Regions from separate parts of the Mus musculus genome. Here region 1 is linked to region 2. A link is a contact called in public HiChIP or PLAC-seq data. All regions are on one chromosome and are shown on one strand. The core of a region is the stretch at or near the end of the contact, and the rest is flanking DNA. Distances in the headings are between cores, read along the strand shown.

Region 1 (5,549 bases), core at 1,305-3,804, 530 kb before region 2:
GACTTGTCATGGAAGGGGTGCACTGCTGTGGTCAAATTTATATCAAAGAACTAGTGTAGAACCACCAATGCTTCCAACTATCACAGAATGAACGTACCACATTATCACCTTGAAACATCTCAATTACTAACTTCACAATTTAACTGACGACTAAGCTGAAGGCAAAGCTAAGTCAGACATTACTACCTTTGCCTTCAACTCAGTTGTCAGTTAAATTGTGTTTGGGTAAATATGTAAGCTTTGCAACTGATATCAGGGAGATTGTTACAGATTTGAAGACAATGTATACTTGAACATCACAGGTGCTAAAAAACCAATCTTACAAGAGTGGTTTGGGGACACATATAGTTTAGGCAATGGGAGTGACATGGGAGTAGTATATTTCACAGCAGTAGATCCTGGGTGTTGGCTAGAATCTGACTTTTATCAACGGATCATCTTTAATACATCAGTTCTTGACAACTAACTGGGTCTTGTCAAGTGAAGACAAAAATCATGTGCGAGACAGGGGATACAAACTTATAGTACAATGAGGTATGACTGTGAGGAAATAAACAGGAGGATTGCAAAGATTGAACTAAGGCAGTTTCCATTTTGAAAAGACATTTGTGAAGACAGAATCAAGGCAAGGACCCAATACAATGGAAATATATATGTATAAAGTGAAAAGGTACAAAATTATATTACATTTATGATTAACACTGAACAATTTCCTCTAGAAAAATGAGAACTGTACGTTACTTGTTTGTTTATGTTTCTTCCATCAATGCTTTGAACTTACAGAAAGCCTTTTGAAAGTCATAATTTCACTTGTGCTTTTTAGTACAAGCCTTCAGAGTACAATCATGTCTTTGAACAATGTGCCAGATGGTTAGATAAACACAGCTACCATCAGATGGGTGAATGGCTTCATTTTTCATCTTCCTACAGCTTGAAAATGGATATACAGTAAAGCTCTCATGTTCTCATGAAATGTGAGGATTCTTCTTCAGGACTAATCTTTCTCCATCAGGCAGAAAATCCTGGTATCAACTAACCAAAGATTACTCAAATTGTCTCCTGGACTCTAGCTGTCTCCTCCTTAGCCCCAACACCCTCAACCCCGTTAGAGGCATGAGCGAGGCTGAGCAGCGACCACCAGGTGGCGCCAACCTACAATCAGGGAACAACATATTTATTGAGGCCCAATGTTTTTGCCAGGATTACTATGACTAATTATGATCTCACATATTTGGTGACTAAGTTTTCAGACCCTGCTGATATTATTCTACAGATAATAAAATTAAGTTGTATAGTTTATTCATGTTTATACAGTATGCTACTGTCTATAGTCCAAAGTCAGGCTCCACAGTAAGTATATAATCAGGAGTCTAGGAGCTCACAGTCCAATATAGCTCCCTTCTACCCACGGTATGAGGTAGAACTGACCATTTCGGAGCCTATGCAATCAACTACAACTCATTTATGCTGCACTGAGACCGAAGGACTATGTTGTGTAAGCATGAAAGAAAATAAAATCCAAACAAACAAAGCTCAAGGTGTGTTGCTAATACACTCACTCATACTCTGATTTCGTGTATTAATCATGGACATTTTTTTCTGTAATGAATACTCAATAATTCAATCAATATTTCTCTGGGGATCAGCCGTTACTCATCACGCAGGAAGCTTTGACTCCAATCTAAAGAACCATCAGACCTCGTGTTCAGGAGTAGAGGCAGGAGAATCTCAAGTTCAAAGCCATCCTCCTTTCCTACTGTGCAAGACTGTAGATCGTTTTAGTAACATGTCTCAAAAGAAGAAAAGAAAACAAACAAACAAATGAAACAAAACCCTAACCACCACCGAAGTCTAGGAACACCATTCCACGTAATTTAACAGCTATCTGACAAGAATTGGTAAAATATCCACCCCAAGGTGAGTATGATGGAGACTATGGAAAACACTGTCATGGTTTCTAATGTAAAGGACTGAGTAACCTATTAGTGGAGTTGAAATAAATGGAAACAGGGGAGGGGAACGCAGATAATGTAAGACGAGTATTAGACGCAATGACAACGCAGCTCTTATCAGAGAACATGGAAGTGACTGAGCCCAGGGATGACGAGCACAATCTTATACAAAAGACTAAGAGTTTGATTTTTTTGTCACGAAGGGAGGCTGTGATATAAACACTCTGAAAAGAAAGAGCTGTTAGCCATTCGGCTTCATCTCTTTGCTTTCCTCTGACTCAGTGGTTCCATTTGGGTTAATTCGATCCTTGACGCTCCCAGCAGATTCTTATCAGGGCAGTTTTGTAATAGCTGCTGACCTATCAGTGGGGAATATTGAGAGACATGCACGGAGTATAATTTTTCAGCAGCCACAGGGCAGGTGATGCTGGAAAGGCAGCTCTCTTTTAAATGTATCAGCACTTCCAAGTCTGCAGCGCATAAAAGTTGCTCACAGTTTGTATCTGTGCCAGGAAGATGAAGGCAATGCCTGCTCCACACACCAGTGGTGAGATGTGTGATTTCACCCTTGGAGAATGTGACAGAGTAATCGACTTTGATGATTAATCCATTGTCACAGGAGGCTCAGCATTGGTGGAGATGAATTTGCTGCCTTAAGTGACTCCCCTGTTGTGCTGCATTCTTTAAAACTCTTAGGGAGTTGATACACGGTGAGAGGGGATGAGACTGCAAACCTCAGGAAGTCACTCCGACTCTTTTAGACTTGTGAAAAAGCACACAAGGCAGCTACATGTTTTCTTTGGGCGTCCAGATTTGACTAAATCAAGGGATCTTAGAGAATACATCCCTTCTGGGAAATTCTTGATAATAGGAACACATGATCTCACACAAGGTTTAGAAGACTTCCTGTAAATCATGGAAAGTGTGTTAGAGGGGCTCTGCGGGGCACTGCTTCGTTATTAACATACCTGACCCAGTATTATCACATGTAGTATATGAGTCACATACACTAACATATCATGTATAACACAATGGGCGTATATATTTCTTCACATATATGCATGTTAATGAAAGTCACATAAACAGATGAATACATGCTACAAGTTACTTCTTACAAGTCAAACCAAGAGAAGTCATTTTGCCTGCTAGCGTCCCTTTTCCCTGACCTCCAAATGGACATGGTTTCAGATTATGAAAAACTACTTGAGAATTTAGCCATTCTGTCTTTGAGAGAAAAGACAATAATATTATATTTATAATTTATTAATACATATTATATTAGAGGCTACATATAGCTCAGGTGGACTGAATAGGAAATTGTAGGCTTCTTGGCCCAAACCCCAGAACTTCTGAATCAGGAGGTCTGGATCAAGGTCTGAGAAATCTACAGGCCTCCTCTCAGCAGAGGAGTCTGGAGCAGATTGTCTGAAAACCACATTTTGACAATACAAAAAAAATTGTAACTGAATAAGTTAGATGTAGACTGGGATTTAGCTCTATCACTCTGTGGCTATTTATCACTAAACAAAACCATTAAAATATATAAACTTTAGTTTCAATGACAGCCTAATAAAATGTTTACTATTTGACCCCCTAAAAACATGTATGAATGAGAGTATATAGACACACATATAAAGGCTTCCTAATATATTTGTAGAAATCACATGTAGTACATAATACAAACCAAATAATAAAACATATAGCTGTCTCTCAGCACAGCAAGTTAGAATGCACTTTCTGGTCTTTGAGCAATTTTTGTTTCCATAGTCAGACTAAGTTGTAGATGACCGACAGCTGTTGTTCTAATATGACTGCTGCTCCCTTGTTCTGGTGTCCTCGCAAGGCTAAAGTGAAACACCAAAGACATATATCAGAACATAGTGCTTGCCTTAGGGATGAGCAGTGACTTCATGGGACAAGGTCAGACCTTTAAATACCACAATGTGATTTTCTCTAAATTTTGCATTTTTCCCAGTGGGCTAGCTAGATAAGGAACATTGTAAAGTTTAACTGACATTATTTAAACAATTCTCTTGATTTCTCTAGGTAAGAAACAAATAATACTCAGTTTGTAGCTTGTGCCAATTTACATAAAACAAACATCATTACCATGGCCAAATTTAATCTAGCAATGTGATGCTGATACACCTTCATAGACAACATGTGTATGTGTACGCATGTATGTATGTATGCATGTATGTATATATGTATGTATGCATGTATATATTTACTATGCTGACATAATGGTTTCAAACAAACTCAAAATATTAAATCACAGATGAGTAAAATAATTAAAAAGCAATAGAATTATTATTTATTACAATTTAATTTATTTTAACTTCACATCATGGATTTTGAATTTCACCAAATTTACTATCTGAGGAGCTTAAAATGTCATAGAAAGGAAGAACACACAGAATACATGGAAATGGGAACTGTCTCCCTCCCTCCCTCCCTCTCTCTCTCTCTCTCTCTCTCTCTATATATATATATATATATATACATGTATATATATGTCATAGTAAGAAAGAGCACATAGCATACACAGAAATGGGAACTTCGGCTAGTTTGTGGAGGATCCTCACAAGGATACAATCTGCCCTATGCGTTAGGTAAACCACTACACAGTAGTCTCTTAAATGGAGTTCTAATTATCCAAGAATATTTAAGGCATGAATCTGAGTTATAGTCATTGGGTGAATGATGTACTCTATGTCAGAAAATTAGCTCAAAAGTACAGAGTATAAATGTTTTTTAATAGTGAAATCAGGAAACAGCTATAAAAATACAATAAAGATTTGACCAATTCCTTAGGAAAGGGGCATTAACTGCTTTGGTCTTTGTGCATCCAATATCCTTGTTGTTTTGTTTGTTTGTTTGAAAATCTGTTCAAAATGCCTTTTGTTACCTTGTACAACTGAAAAGTTACAGGTTTATGGTAAAACAAACAAGCAAACAAACAAAAATCCCACAAAGCTCACAGAGAGAGAGAGAGAGAGTACAGGGACAAAGGTCAGAGCCCAAAATGGTAACAAAGCTTCAGGTTGGCTGGTGAGAAGCTGAGTGGAAATAGGGAAAGAGAGAAATACACCATCATGGGGCTAGAATGTAGAGAGCACTCACTCTGCTGGGGGTGTGGGTGAGAAGGGCCCTAGTGTACATGCACACTGCAACCTAGCTTCCCTTTTAATGATGCAGAGAGCAGGACACAGAGAAGTTACAAGAAGCCACAAGACCATCCACATAGGACGGTGGGCATCAATGCTTATGGGTATCATAAGCAAGGGCTTTGGAGAGCTCTTTCAAAACCACTACAAATATAGAAACGCAATGCTTACAAACACACATACGAGCACACGCACCCTGCCTTGTGTTTTCAAGCTTTATGAGATTTAGCTTATGGCATGGTTCCAGTCCTGAACTTAAACTATATTTCCTACAGAGTTTTGGAAGAGTAGAAATGGTTACCCCCTCCTCCCCGCATGTCTTTCCATTTGAACATAGAAAGTGGTTCTGTTTCCCTTTCATGAATATTAAAAAGAAATTGCTTTTCCTAACCCACATTTGAATTAAGCTTGACTTGATTTGTCAAATGTA
Region 2 (5,563 bases), core at 2,104-4,603:
TTCAGCTCTGTAGGAAATATATATCCCACAGTCTTGCTCAAGACTTAGAGAGCATTTCAGAAAAGGAGGCAGGTCAAGGATAAGAGCCTGAAGCCATAGATGGCTACAAGGAAATATCTTCTGGACTGAGCAAGAAAGCTGCACATAGAACACTCCTCCATTGTTGGTGGGATTGCAAGCTTGTACAACCACTCTGGAAATCAGTCTGGCGGTTCCTCAGAAAATTGGACATAGTACTACCGGAGGATCCCGCAATACCTCTCCTGGGCATATATCCAGAAGATGTCCCAATCGGTAAGAAGGACACATGCTCCACTATGTTCATAGCAGCCTTATTTATAATAGCCAGAAGCTGGAAAGAACCCAGATGCCCCTCAACAGAGGAATGGATACAGAAAACGTGGTACATTTACACAATGGAATACTACTCAGCTATTAAAAAAAATGAATTTATGAAATTCCTAGGCAAATGGATGGACCTGGAGGGCATCATCCTGAGTGAGGTAACCCAATCACAAAGGAACTCACACAATATGTACTCACTGATAAGTGGATATTAGCCCAGAAACTTAGGATACCCAAGATATAAGATACAACTTGCTAAATGCATGAAATTCAAGACGAAGGAAGACCAAAGTGTGGACACTTTACCCCTTCCTAGAAATGGGAACAAAACACCCATGAAAGGAGTTACAGAGACAAAATTTGGAGCTGTGACAAAAAGATGGACCATCTAGTGATTGCCATATGCAGGGATCCATCCCATAATCAGCTTCCAAACGCTGACACCATTGCACATACTAGCAAAATTTCGCTAAAGGACCCAGATATAGCTCTCTCTTGTGAGACTATGCCGGGGCCTAGCAAACACAGAAGTGGATGATCACAGTCAGCTATTGGATGGATCACACGGCCCCCAATGCAGGAGCTAGAGATATTACCCAAGGAGCTAAAGGGAACTGCAACCCTATAGGTGGAACAACAATATGAACTAACCAGTACCCCGGAGCTCTTGTCTCTAGCTGCATATGCATCAAAAGATGGCCTAGTCGGCCATCACTGCAAAGAGAGGCCCATTGGACTTGCCAACTTTATATGCCCCAGTACAGGGGAACGCCAGGGCCAAAATCGGGGAGTGGGTGGGTAGGGGAGTGGGGGGGGGGTGGATATGGGGGACCTTTGGGATAGCATTGAAAATGTAAACGAGGAAAATACCTAATAAAAAATTAAAACAAAAAGAAGAACTCACACTGATTTCAGTTTCATGTAAAAAACAAAAACCCAGCCTGCAGAGAGAAGCTGGCCATATACAATCCCACTCAAAGCTGTGGAAATGTTGGGAATTATTAACTGCTAGGAGAGGGAGAGACAATTTACTCTACAGACATACCCCTGGCAAACGGACGATGCTATAGTGGTAAGCCACACATTCAACAAAGTATGTATATTTGTATTTGCATATATGCAAAATATATAAATACAAAATGCTGAGTCAGTTTTGTGGTGTATGTGTGTGTGTGTGTGTGTGTGTGTGTATAATTTCATAGCTCATACTTTCTCTTGATAAACAATCAAGGGACTCATTCCTGGGAAAGTCTAATTTTGAAAGGGAGACAGAGGTGACCTGTGAGGAATTAGAGAGAGGAGGCATGGATGGGCTTATAGAGAGGAAAGAGAAGTAGGCATTGTGGTTTAATTTTAAAAATCTGATACAAAATTGGGTGGAGAGGGGAGGGTGAATCAGGAATGAGCTGCAGAAAGTGAAGGTAAAAACAATAAAACACATTGTATAAAACACACAAAAAAAATAATAATAAAGAATTGGGTGAAATCTATGCCCTTTCTCCTTGAACTAAGGTGCTCTAAATGATTGACCAACAGACCATGGTAGAAATGAATATGATTATGATTAAGATTAAGAAACAGTGATCTACTTTCTGTCTGATATGATCAAGCCAAGGTTGCAGGGGGAGTCTATGGACTTCTTAGATGAGATTGCAGGTCAACTAGATATGTTATTCAGAAAGTCTCTGAAATGATGCCAGCCCCAGACTCCAGCCAAGAGTGGGTGAGAGGGATAATAAAATGAGAGTTGTTTTACAGATTGACAATGAGCCGCTACACAGCAGTAGATAATGAGACTGAGGTCTAAAATTCAAAAGTCATGGCAATCCTGTTCTAATAGCCTCAGAAGAAATGATAGGAGGAATGTACTAGTCAGATGGCAGACAGGCATTGCACATGGCCACATTTTGAGAGGGAGTATGTTTTAAAAGCATGCTATTCAAGGTAGGATGGAGTTGCACTACTGATTAGATTTATCAGGTGCCTTTTTTTGATAAAAGACACATTAAAAGTTCCAGCCACACCTACAGAAATATAGTTAGTCTTAGTTTTTTCTTTCCTCCCTCCCTCCCTCCCTCCCTCCCTCCCTCCCTCCCTCCCTCCCTCCCTCCCTCCCTCCTTCCCTCACTTCCTTCTTTCCTTCCTTGAGTTGGGCATGGAATTCAGGACAAGGAACATACCAAGTAGAGGCTCCAGCCACTGTTAACACCCTCCAAGGCCCTTCACTCTGCAACTCACAGTTCTGAGAAGACTTTAGGATATATTTCTCTAAGCATTTTAATTCTCTTTCAGCTAATGACATGACAGGAGAAGGTAGAGAATTTTAGGAATGAAACCAGGTGCCACAGAGGGAGAGGCCCACACCACTGGAATTTCTTCAGGCTGAATTATGCCTTGTCACAGTGTGTTTTCAAATTACCCCAAAGTTGATTTCCAAGAATTTCAGAAAAATATTTGGTCTTCTAAATATCAGTATTCTTTCCAGAAAAGAGATGTGAATCACTGTAAAACATAGAAATATTTTGACATGTGACTTTAGAAAAATCTAAGACCAACGTTGTTATTTTATTAGTTTAATTATTTTGTATCACACACATGACTGCTGCTTGGGAAGAGAACGTATGAGAAAGGCAAATGCTTGTGTCTGTCAGATAAAAAATCCATAACTCCAGCATGAAAGGAGCTCTAGCACCATGTATATGATTGGCTGTAATTGTTTCAAAAAAGAAAATGCCACGAATCTGTTAAAAACAAGTACTTAATTATCTATTAGATTGAATATGAATCCTTAAAATATAAACAAATTGGTAATTACAATTTGTTTTGCACTTTAACTAAATCTATCCAGTTGCACATTATATTCTAGAATTTTTACAAAAGACACACAGTCTAAAAAATTTAAAGTTGGTTTATGAAATTATATTGAATCAGAGTGGTCCTGCTGTTCTGTTCGTGGCTGGAGAAAAGGCCCAGTTTCTTGCTGAAATGAAACATTGTTACCGTGTCACTTACTCATTCCTGGAATTGGTCTAGCGATTATGTCAACATCGACTTCAGTGACAAACATTTGACATCTGGCCTAGAAAATCAGACAGCCGACCACAGAGACTTTGATTAAAAGACTTCATGTAATTTTCTCCAATCAGTAGGTTGGCCTGTTCTTTTATCAGAGTGAAAGTTGCTCTCATCACCTGCAAATTTATATGAAGCCTTTAAACAAACAAGCACAAAAGTTTTACATGAACACGCCCCTGAAGGAGCACCTGCTGAGGGACTTGGTGATTAGCAGAGTTGATGATTTGATTTGTTACGTGTGAAACAAGGCTGAGACCTTTTGTGCAGCTTTTTCTTTTTTTTTTTTTAATTCCAGTTACAGGTAGTCATATGTATGTGTGTAACCTTCCTCCGCTTTAAGAGAAAATCCTGTATTAGCTTCTATTGCTTGCTGGAAAAAGAAATAAGGAAAAACAAAAATGACAGCCTTTCTCTCACTGTCTGTGTGCCAGGGACTAGACTGAAGTCAGAAATCATGCAAGCCAGGAGGGTTCTGTATGTTTAACCTCCTATAGAGCAGAGCCATTCCCATTACTGAGAAGAATGAACCATCAGGGACACAACAATAGAGATCGTGAAATGAACTGCACTGCAGTATCACCATGAATTAAAGTCTCCATCAGAGGCTGTGGCTCCTGGCAGGAGAGAGCAAGGGCTTCGGTGGAGTCGAGCAGAGAACTCTGCATAAATGAGACATCCTGCTGCCTTTTCTCCTTAAAGACAATTTGTATGATGAGATTTGATAATTAACTTATGTCCAACAAACTAAATCTAATGTATCTATTTTCAGGTCAAAGGCTGTGACTGTCACCTCCTGGAATATGCTACCCCATCTCCTAGTTCCTTGACAAGGACACAGCCCAAGCTAATGCAATGTCACAGTAAATTTGCTTATCTCTTAAGAACAATGAGGTGTGCTGTAAAATATGTGTGTACTATCAAAACATTCATAATAAAATCCTAATAAAATTAGCAAGTTAGAATAAGAGGAAGTCATTGTCTTCAATTGCTGTCTTGAAATTACCTTCAATAATGGCTGATGCATTGTGTGTGTGTGTGTGTGTGTGTGTGTGTGTGTGTGTGTGTGTATTCTAAGCCCATGAACACACACTACATTTCCCAGGTTCAGTTTTCAGGAAGGAAGGTATATTATGATGAAGTTAAAGGGGAAAAAATTAAAAAGGAAAAAACAAACAAACAAAAATAAAACCCAACTATTGTCCATTTACAACTTTATCTTACAGTATTTACTGATTGTCATTGAACTGTTTGTTATACCATAGAAAATATGAAATCTACTCAGTGATTAGAGACATACCCCCCTCCGAATTGGGGCAGCATTTTTCCTCTTTGATACTACCTGGAATGGCAAAGTTTAAAAAAAAAAAAATAGAAGGTGAAGAAAGGAAACACTTGGATCATTTTTCAAAATGTCAATGTTTTATTTAAAGCTGCCTGGGGCTGAACTCTGCACTGGATCATGCGCATGGCCTGGTGCTGGAATTACAGCTCTCAGAAGGAAAGAAAGAGGTACAGGGCAAGCCAGCATCACGGGTGGTGACCGTTTCTTGATACATACTTACAACAGTCATTTATTGGTCCGTTGGCCTACGTCCTCATGAAATCAGATTGCATTTTTGGAAATCAGACAGAGAAATAAATAAATAAAAAGACCAGCTCTGTGTGATGACTATCTGTTGGGAAGCACTTTCATTATGTGACCGTCACCAGAAGAATTCTTCTGGAAAAAAGTGATTTGTTCCATGAAAAAATGCATCGAGAGGAAATTGATATTTAGTTACTCATATCAACCATGCTTATAAAAAGGGGATTATGAATTTTTATCATTTAAAAACATTATTTTATTAGCCTTTCTTCATGCACTTATACATGAAATGCCTACCATACGACATTAAACTGCTTTCAGAATATTTTCTGTTAAAATTCAAAATGCATTCCTGATAAATTATTAGCCCTCCCACCTTTTATTTTACAATTTCATGTTAACCCATTAACAACTTAGAAGTAGACAATCTATCCTAAGCTGTCATAATTTTACATAATTTTCTTAGTTATTCCTTCTTAAATTACAGTTACAATATTTTTATAAGAATAATAAAATGTTTTATGCCACTTCTGAAGAAGCATTTACATTGTGTTTATA

The links. HiChIP or PLAC-seq counts read pairs in DNA pulled down with a chosen protein or histone mark.
Region 1: a FOXA1 HiChIP or PLAC-seq map of pancreatic cancer cells shows a contact between it and region 2. The contact joins two enhancer-like sites. A contact is called at or near these places in 1 of 15 datasets of contacts at CTCF or cohesin (the NIH/3T3 cell line), 1 of 484 Hi-C or Micro-C datasets (nephron progenitors) and 1 of 115 datasets of contacts at active chromatin or transcription factors (pancreatic cancer cells).

What each region holds. Positions count from the first base shown.
Region 1 is chr15:41,025,501-41,031,049 of GRCm38.p6, reverse strand. All of the region lies in intron 5 of Zfpm2 (zinc finger protein, multitype 2), which reads right to left. Among named protein-coding and RNA genes, the nearest start is that of Gm46502, 150 kb to the left of the region's middle. Within about 2 kb of position 2,554, at least 42 of the 459 cell types and tissues checked have an H3K27ac peak or open chromatin away from gene starts, as enhancers often do. A contact at or near this core is called in pancreatic cancer cells, where this site is marked.
Region 2 is chr15:40,499,796-40,505,358 of GRCm38.p6, reverse strand. No RefSeq gene overlaps it. Among named protein-coding and RNA genes, the nearest start is that of Gm16294, 25 kb to the left of the region's middle. Within about 2 kb of position 3,353, at least 4 of the 459 cell types and tissues checked have an H3K27ac peak or open chromatin away from gene starts, as enhancers often do. A contact at or near this core is called in pancreatic cancer cells, where this site is marked.